Linked DNA regions of Zea mays: region 2 is linked to region 1. Evidence: chromatin contacts called from public Hi-C data. All regions are on one chromosome and are shown on one strand. The core of a region is the stretch at or near the end of the contact, and the rest is flanking DNA. Distances in the headings are between cores, read along the strand shown. Region 1 holds the start of LOC103650814 (unconventional prefoldin RPB5 interactor). Region 2 overlaps LOC100192760 (myosin heavy chain).

Evidence for each region. A called contact is a pair of places that touch in the nucleus more often than the background predicts.
Region 2: a contact with region 1 is called in a Hi-C map of tassel, with 4 times the contacts expected there. The contact joins the enhancer-like site here to the promoter of LOC103650814 in region 1. A contact is called at or near these places in 7 of 25 Hi-C or Micro-C datasets (ear, leaf, root tip and 2 more) and 1 of 3 datasets of contacts at active chromatin or transcription factors (leaf).

The regions. Positions count from the first base shown.
Region 1 is chr3:158,361,406-158,364,163 of Zm-B73-REFERENCE-NAM-5.0, forward strand. LOC103650814 (unconventional prefoldin RPB5 interactor) reads right to left here and starts at 1,325. Exons shown (of 11, transcript XM_008676390.4): 1 at 671-1,325; 2 at 1-32. The coding sequence starts at 874.
Region 2 is chr3:158,579,437-158,582,194 of Zm-B73-REFERENCE-NAM-5.0, forward strand. It overlaps LOC100192760 (myosin heavy chain), which reads left to right. Exons shown (of 17, transcript NM_001309857.1): 17 at 381-919. The coding sequence ends at 487. Among protein-coding and RNA genes, the nearest start is that of LOC100192760, 12 kb to the left of the region's middle. Within about 2 kb of position 1,410, at least 19 of the 20 cell types and tissues checked have an H3K27ac peak or open chromatin away from gene starts, as enhancers often do. A contact at or near this core is called in ear, leaf, root tip and 1 more, where this site is marked.

The sequences.
Region 1 (2,758 bases), core at 75-2,574:
CCTGGGAAAAATGCAGCACCACCAAAGGGGACCTACAATGCATAGTTCTTTTATGAGACAAAAAAATCTTGTTGAAAAATATTTAAAGCAGTAAAGCACACAAGGTTGAAATTAAGAGATCTATATTTCCCTACAGAACAACAAAAGGAATCCCCTCAAGCTCTGAAATCAATTGAGAATGTAAATCTAGTCATTGAACTAATTAGTTATTATGTATAGCTACAATACGCCCAATGCCTAAGGCTGTCTCCAGCAACTCTCCTATCTCATCCCATATTTCAAGCTTCACTCAATGTCGTGCCCCCTATTTTACACGATCCACTAAAGACAGCCTAAAAGCGGACGACAAGAGACAAATTACTAGTACCAGTAACTAGGTACATACTTCAGTTTTCGTGCTACCAAACTGAGAGATTTGCTATTTTGCCATTATTGTTAGTGGGTCTCGAAAATTTGTCATCAGACCTACAAATCATAGACACAAATGGACTCACTAATCATAGACAGAAAATTAAGGAGGCAATGATCTGAGTGGCAAAATACCAATTATTCCCCACGGACTTCAGTCACCAAAAAATGAGGAAATTGAAAATAGCAGGTGAAGTACCATTTTTGTAGAAGAAGACACAGATAGCTGCTAGTTCATACTTGAGGTATAGAAGGTAAGGACCATGATTTCGTGGGAGAGTTCGACTGGGAGCCTGTTGACGAGGGAGACGAGGGCCGCGTTGTCGGCGACGAAGCCCAGTAGGTGCCCGAGCTCGGCGCGGCGGCCAGCGATGGACTCGGCCACCCTCGCCACGGCCCTCTTCGTCTCCTCTGGCGAGAATACGGCGCCCAGTGGCGTCGCCGTCCCCTTCCTCGGCGCAGCCATCGCTCTCCGCTTCCCCACCTCCCGACCAGAGAACGCGCTACGTCCCGGACTGCAAACTCAGTACGGCGTTCACCTGGCGTGCCTGGCAACCTTCTCCCCGGAGAGCCCTAGAGCTCGCCTCCTGCGTACGGCCCTGCCCCGTGCTTAATTTGTTGGCCGATCGCGCGCGCGAGTCGCTTCTCCCACCACAGCAGAGGGAAACGACGAGGACCAGCTACAAAGCGATGAATCTAACCGGCCCGGATGGAGGACGCCTCCCCGTCGATGGAGGTTGGGACTCGGAGCGGTGGCGGGAGAGAATCTTGAGAACAAACGGGAGGCGGCGGTGGCGGAGTGGGAGCTCCGCCGGACAACCCCGGTGCCAGTACGCACCAGCGGCCCAGCTCAATATTTTTTTTTTGCAGCCCAATAACGTCTCGATGGCCCAACCTAGGGCGCTGGGACGCAACGTGCAAGGCCGGCAGACCGCACGAGGAGCGGAGGAGGGAGGGGGTAACAAAAAAAAAGTTTATTTTGTGTTTCTCAACTATCCAAAAAAGTCAGTTTTTCTAAGTTTTTTTTCTCAAACAGAGATGTAAATCATTATATTAAAAAGAAAAGAAGCCTAAAAATAAGTAAGTACAAACTGCACCAAGGCAGGCACAAACAGACACCAAAACCCAAAAACTCTAAAAAGGCTACAACTCCAACACCTTCACCTCACCAGCCATACATTATAAACTAGCCTCACCTTTAAGGTCTAAAAAGAGCTTGGAAATATTAGGAAAAACCTCATAAAAACACAAGCATTGTGATGCTTCCAAAGGATCCAAGATACTAGAAATTATAAGACCAAAAATAGTTCTTCTCTCATCTATCAAAATCGTGGATGTTTCTCTCAGTGGTTTTTCTTCTTCTTTTATGTTTGGTTTGTCAGAATTTATAAAAATCATAATATATCACAGAAATAAAATGGAAAAATTAATTATGTTAGCCTTACCGAGTAGAATATGCATAATGAACATATGACATATGTCTTCAATATTAAAATACTAGTTTACATGGTTCAACGGTTCTTACGATTGTTGATTTTGCAAAAGAACCCTTACACTTATCTCTACTTAGATCACCAGTTTCCACCATGCATTGAAAGCCTTGCGCGTAAAACTTATCTCTACTATATAAAACACCAGTTTCAACGGTCGTCCTGCGTCACGGATCTCCTTCCCGCTCAATGCAAAAATAAAGTAAATTATGCATAAATTCGAGGTTTGAATCTTAGCTATTAGCTACACATTCACACTCACCTAACCAATAGAACACATATTTTTGTGTTTTATTAAAACAAAGTCTGCTCATATGATATATAAAAACCATGACAATACACAGGTGACTGACTAGTTATACTTTAATAAACAAGTTTTTGTTTATATATGTTTTTTATAATTAATTCATAGTTGTGTTTTCTATGATATGATTGTAGTGAAATTTTTAGGGTGTGGGTGAAACAATGCATGTTTGAGCTATAGTAAAACTTTCGTGCTCATCATATATGACTGAGTTATATATTTATCTAGGTTTATGTTTGTTAAATAGTTTTAAAATCTATAACTCATTTATAGATAACCCAAAGTACAATTTTTTTATAGACTCCACATGAGTAGATATTGAGTGAAGATACAATATGATATGCCTTTGTACAAATTTTTTGTATAGATAATCCAAAGTACAATTTTTTATAGACTCCACATGAGTAGATATTGAGTGAAGATACAATATAGAGATGCCTTTGTACGAATTTTTTGTTTTAAGTTTGGATCTACACTTTCCTGAAATTGATTCATAGTTGTAGTTTTTGTGGCTCAGCTGTAGTGATATTTTTATGGTGGGATGGTAATTTTATGC
Region 2 (2,758 bases), core at 160-2,659, 220 kb after region 1:
AACTTTTGGCAGGTATTGCTGTTTAATTTACTGAAATGCTCATAGGATGGACTTAAATCTCCTTTCTTTTGAACTTTTGTGGCGCATGATTATGAGTGGACTTAAGTCTGCAGTTCCTTTTGAGCATTTCACCCCAAAGAATGACCGGGCAGTCTTGTTGCTGTTGGAAGTGCAAGCCACTTTTGTAGGAAACAAAAATATTGTTTTAGATGTGTTTATGCATGAACTAGCTAAACATTGCTATGCAAAATATGGCCTTCTATACATGCTGTCTATTTGTTAGTTTTTTCTTGCCTTTTTGCATCAGATCAGCTGTTCTGATCCAAGGCGGCATATTTTACATTGCCTTGACTGCGGTTCTGTCAATTTTATGACTGCAGTGGAGAGAGGTCTAACAGAGCTGAGGAAATTGGGCATAGAGCAGCAACTGTGGGAGGGCTCGCGAGCAGATATAGATCAAGCTTCTTTGGCGATGGAGAATCAGTAAGAATTTTCCACGGCTGTCTATGCTTCGTGTATCATCCCAGTTTTGGAGAAACGGGAACTCCATTTCCCAGCAGGTCTCGGCCCTTTGCATCATCAGGTATCACAGTCACAGGATTGTGCTCCGATCTTGGGGTGTGACCGATGGACTTCCGATGAGTTTGTGTAGTGCATGTGCAAGCCATTCATCTGTTGTTATTAAAATAGCTTTGTGAAATGTGTAATAGCTCTGCTTTGGCAAGAGAAACGATGGCAACGACGACCCCACTTCCAGCAATTGTGAATTTTGTGATTATCCCACCTTGTTTGTTCTCTGCTGTCGAGCCCAACCTCTCCGCACCAGGGAACGTGTGTGTTCCTGCAACGGATGAACGAAATGGTTTTTGTGTATCTCTGGGTAGTATGAGTTCTGTGCAAATGGTTCTGGAGTTTTCTATAAGATCTTAAAAACCATCACCCTTCGATCCAGCATCATCTCTGTTTTATGGCTGGTCTTCATCATGTCAAGTCAAGCAGAAGATGTGACATTTGCATGGCCCTCCGCTCCTGTGCTACTCCCTTCCCTTGCAGTTGGAAGGACGGCCACACTACAAGGTTAGTTCTGCTGTCTGTACGAGACATTTGTTCGCACGTACATACACCTGCAGCCTCGTTTGTTCCCTGACATGTTTGCGCCTGGCCTGCTGATTGATCACGATCAGGTAGGTCACACGTTACAAGCGGATTTGGAGCCGATTCCTCATCGCCACCCACAGGCCACAGGCGATTCCTCATCATCTCACACCTTGACCTGAAGTAAAGTAACGCGAGCCGCAGGTACGCTGTTGGCGCCGCCCGTCCCTTTCGAGTTCGTCACATGCCGTCGTTACCAAACACGCAGCGGAACAGAACCCAGCCCAGACTTGTCCTTGCACGGACGCCACATGCAGAAACATACCGCCGGCGCCGCCTGCCTGCCTATCTGCATCCAGTATGGCATGGGACGCCCCACATTCACTCTCACCCTTGGTTTTCACGACCAAGACATGATGTGTGTATACTGTGCTGTGCCCGTGCAACTCTCTCCAACGGAGCCGGCGCTTGTTCCAGCCAGACACTGAGCACCACCAAGATCTACTCGGTTCGGTTTCAATGAGATCCAGCCATGGCCGGTTGCATGGCGAGGAGGGAAGCCGGCGACCTGGCTGGCTGGCTGGCCGGCGGCGATTGGTGAGGCGTCCTTGTACGTCGGTCGATTAGATGGGGGTGCTAGCTAGCAAGAATTAATCAATCGCCCTTTCTACTTTGCTGGAGGAGGGATGGGGAGGGGTCAAAATGGGTTTAGGGCCGTCACGGGAAGCCTGGGGGGGTGCCGCTCGCCTTTCCGCTTATTTATTCCCGCAAGGTTCCCTTTCATTTCATAGCTTCCGTCGCCGGGCATTCACCCAACCCAAAACCATCGGCCGGTCGTCGTGCCCATGTTGCCTGCTCATTCCCTCGCCAGCACGCCAGAGGGGCCCAGCCCTCGCCGTCGTCGTCGCATACGGTTGGCGTTGGCGTTGGCTACTAGCGCTGCAGCTGTGCCCGCGGTTTGCTCTGGTGGCTCCAGATCCGTTCGTCTCTCTGCACTGTGCTGTTGCAGTGTGTGGTCTAATGAACGTTTGGAGAGTATACTGTATGAAGCTTATGTGGTTGTAATGCAGGTTTAGCTCATACATCAATGACGACGATAATCTCTATCTCTACTATATTAAAGCATCAGTTTTAATGGTCGTTCCGCGTAATTTTTTTTACAAAGAACTCCTTGTATTTCTTCAAAATCAACCCGCAGTCCTAGATCATATCTCATCTCTATCCTATATGTTCGCACAACATCGTTCTCGCAGCTGTCGCCCTAGCAACAAGCCCTATCCATTTCGCAACAACCTTTGCCTGCTTCTTATGCCGTTGTACATTAAATTTTAAGTGGAACCAACTATGCATTTGGAAATGAGTACAAGGCTTGTAAAAACGGAAAATATTTTTATTGTTTGATATGATACTCTAAAGATAAGAACAAGTATGCATTTCAGTAATCATGTCAAGCATTAGGGGATAAACTTGTTGTATTTGGTATTTCAGGAATGATCTTGTTGGCGTACTTGTGCTTTTCTATGTCTTGCTAAACTTGGAGAAAATTGTTAAGCCATCACCATAAATGAATTTGCATGTGTTACATATTGAATCTCAATGATGATTTTGGTTAGGGCATCAGATCTACACCATCTTCTCGCTCCTAAGTCCTAAGCCAAAACAT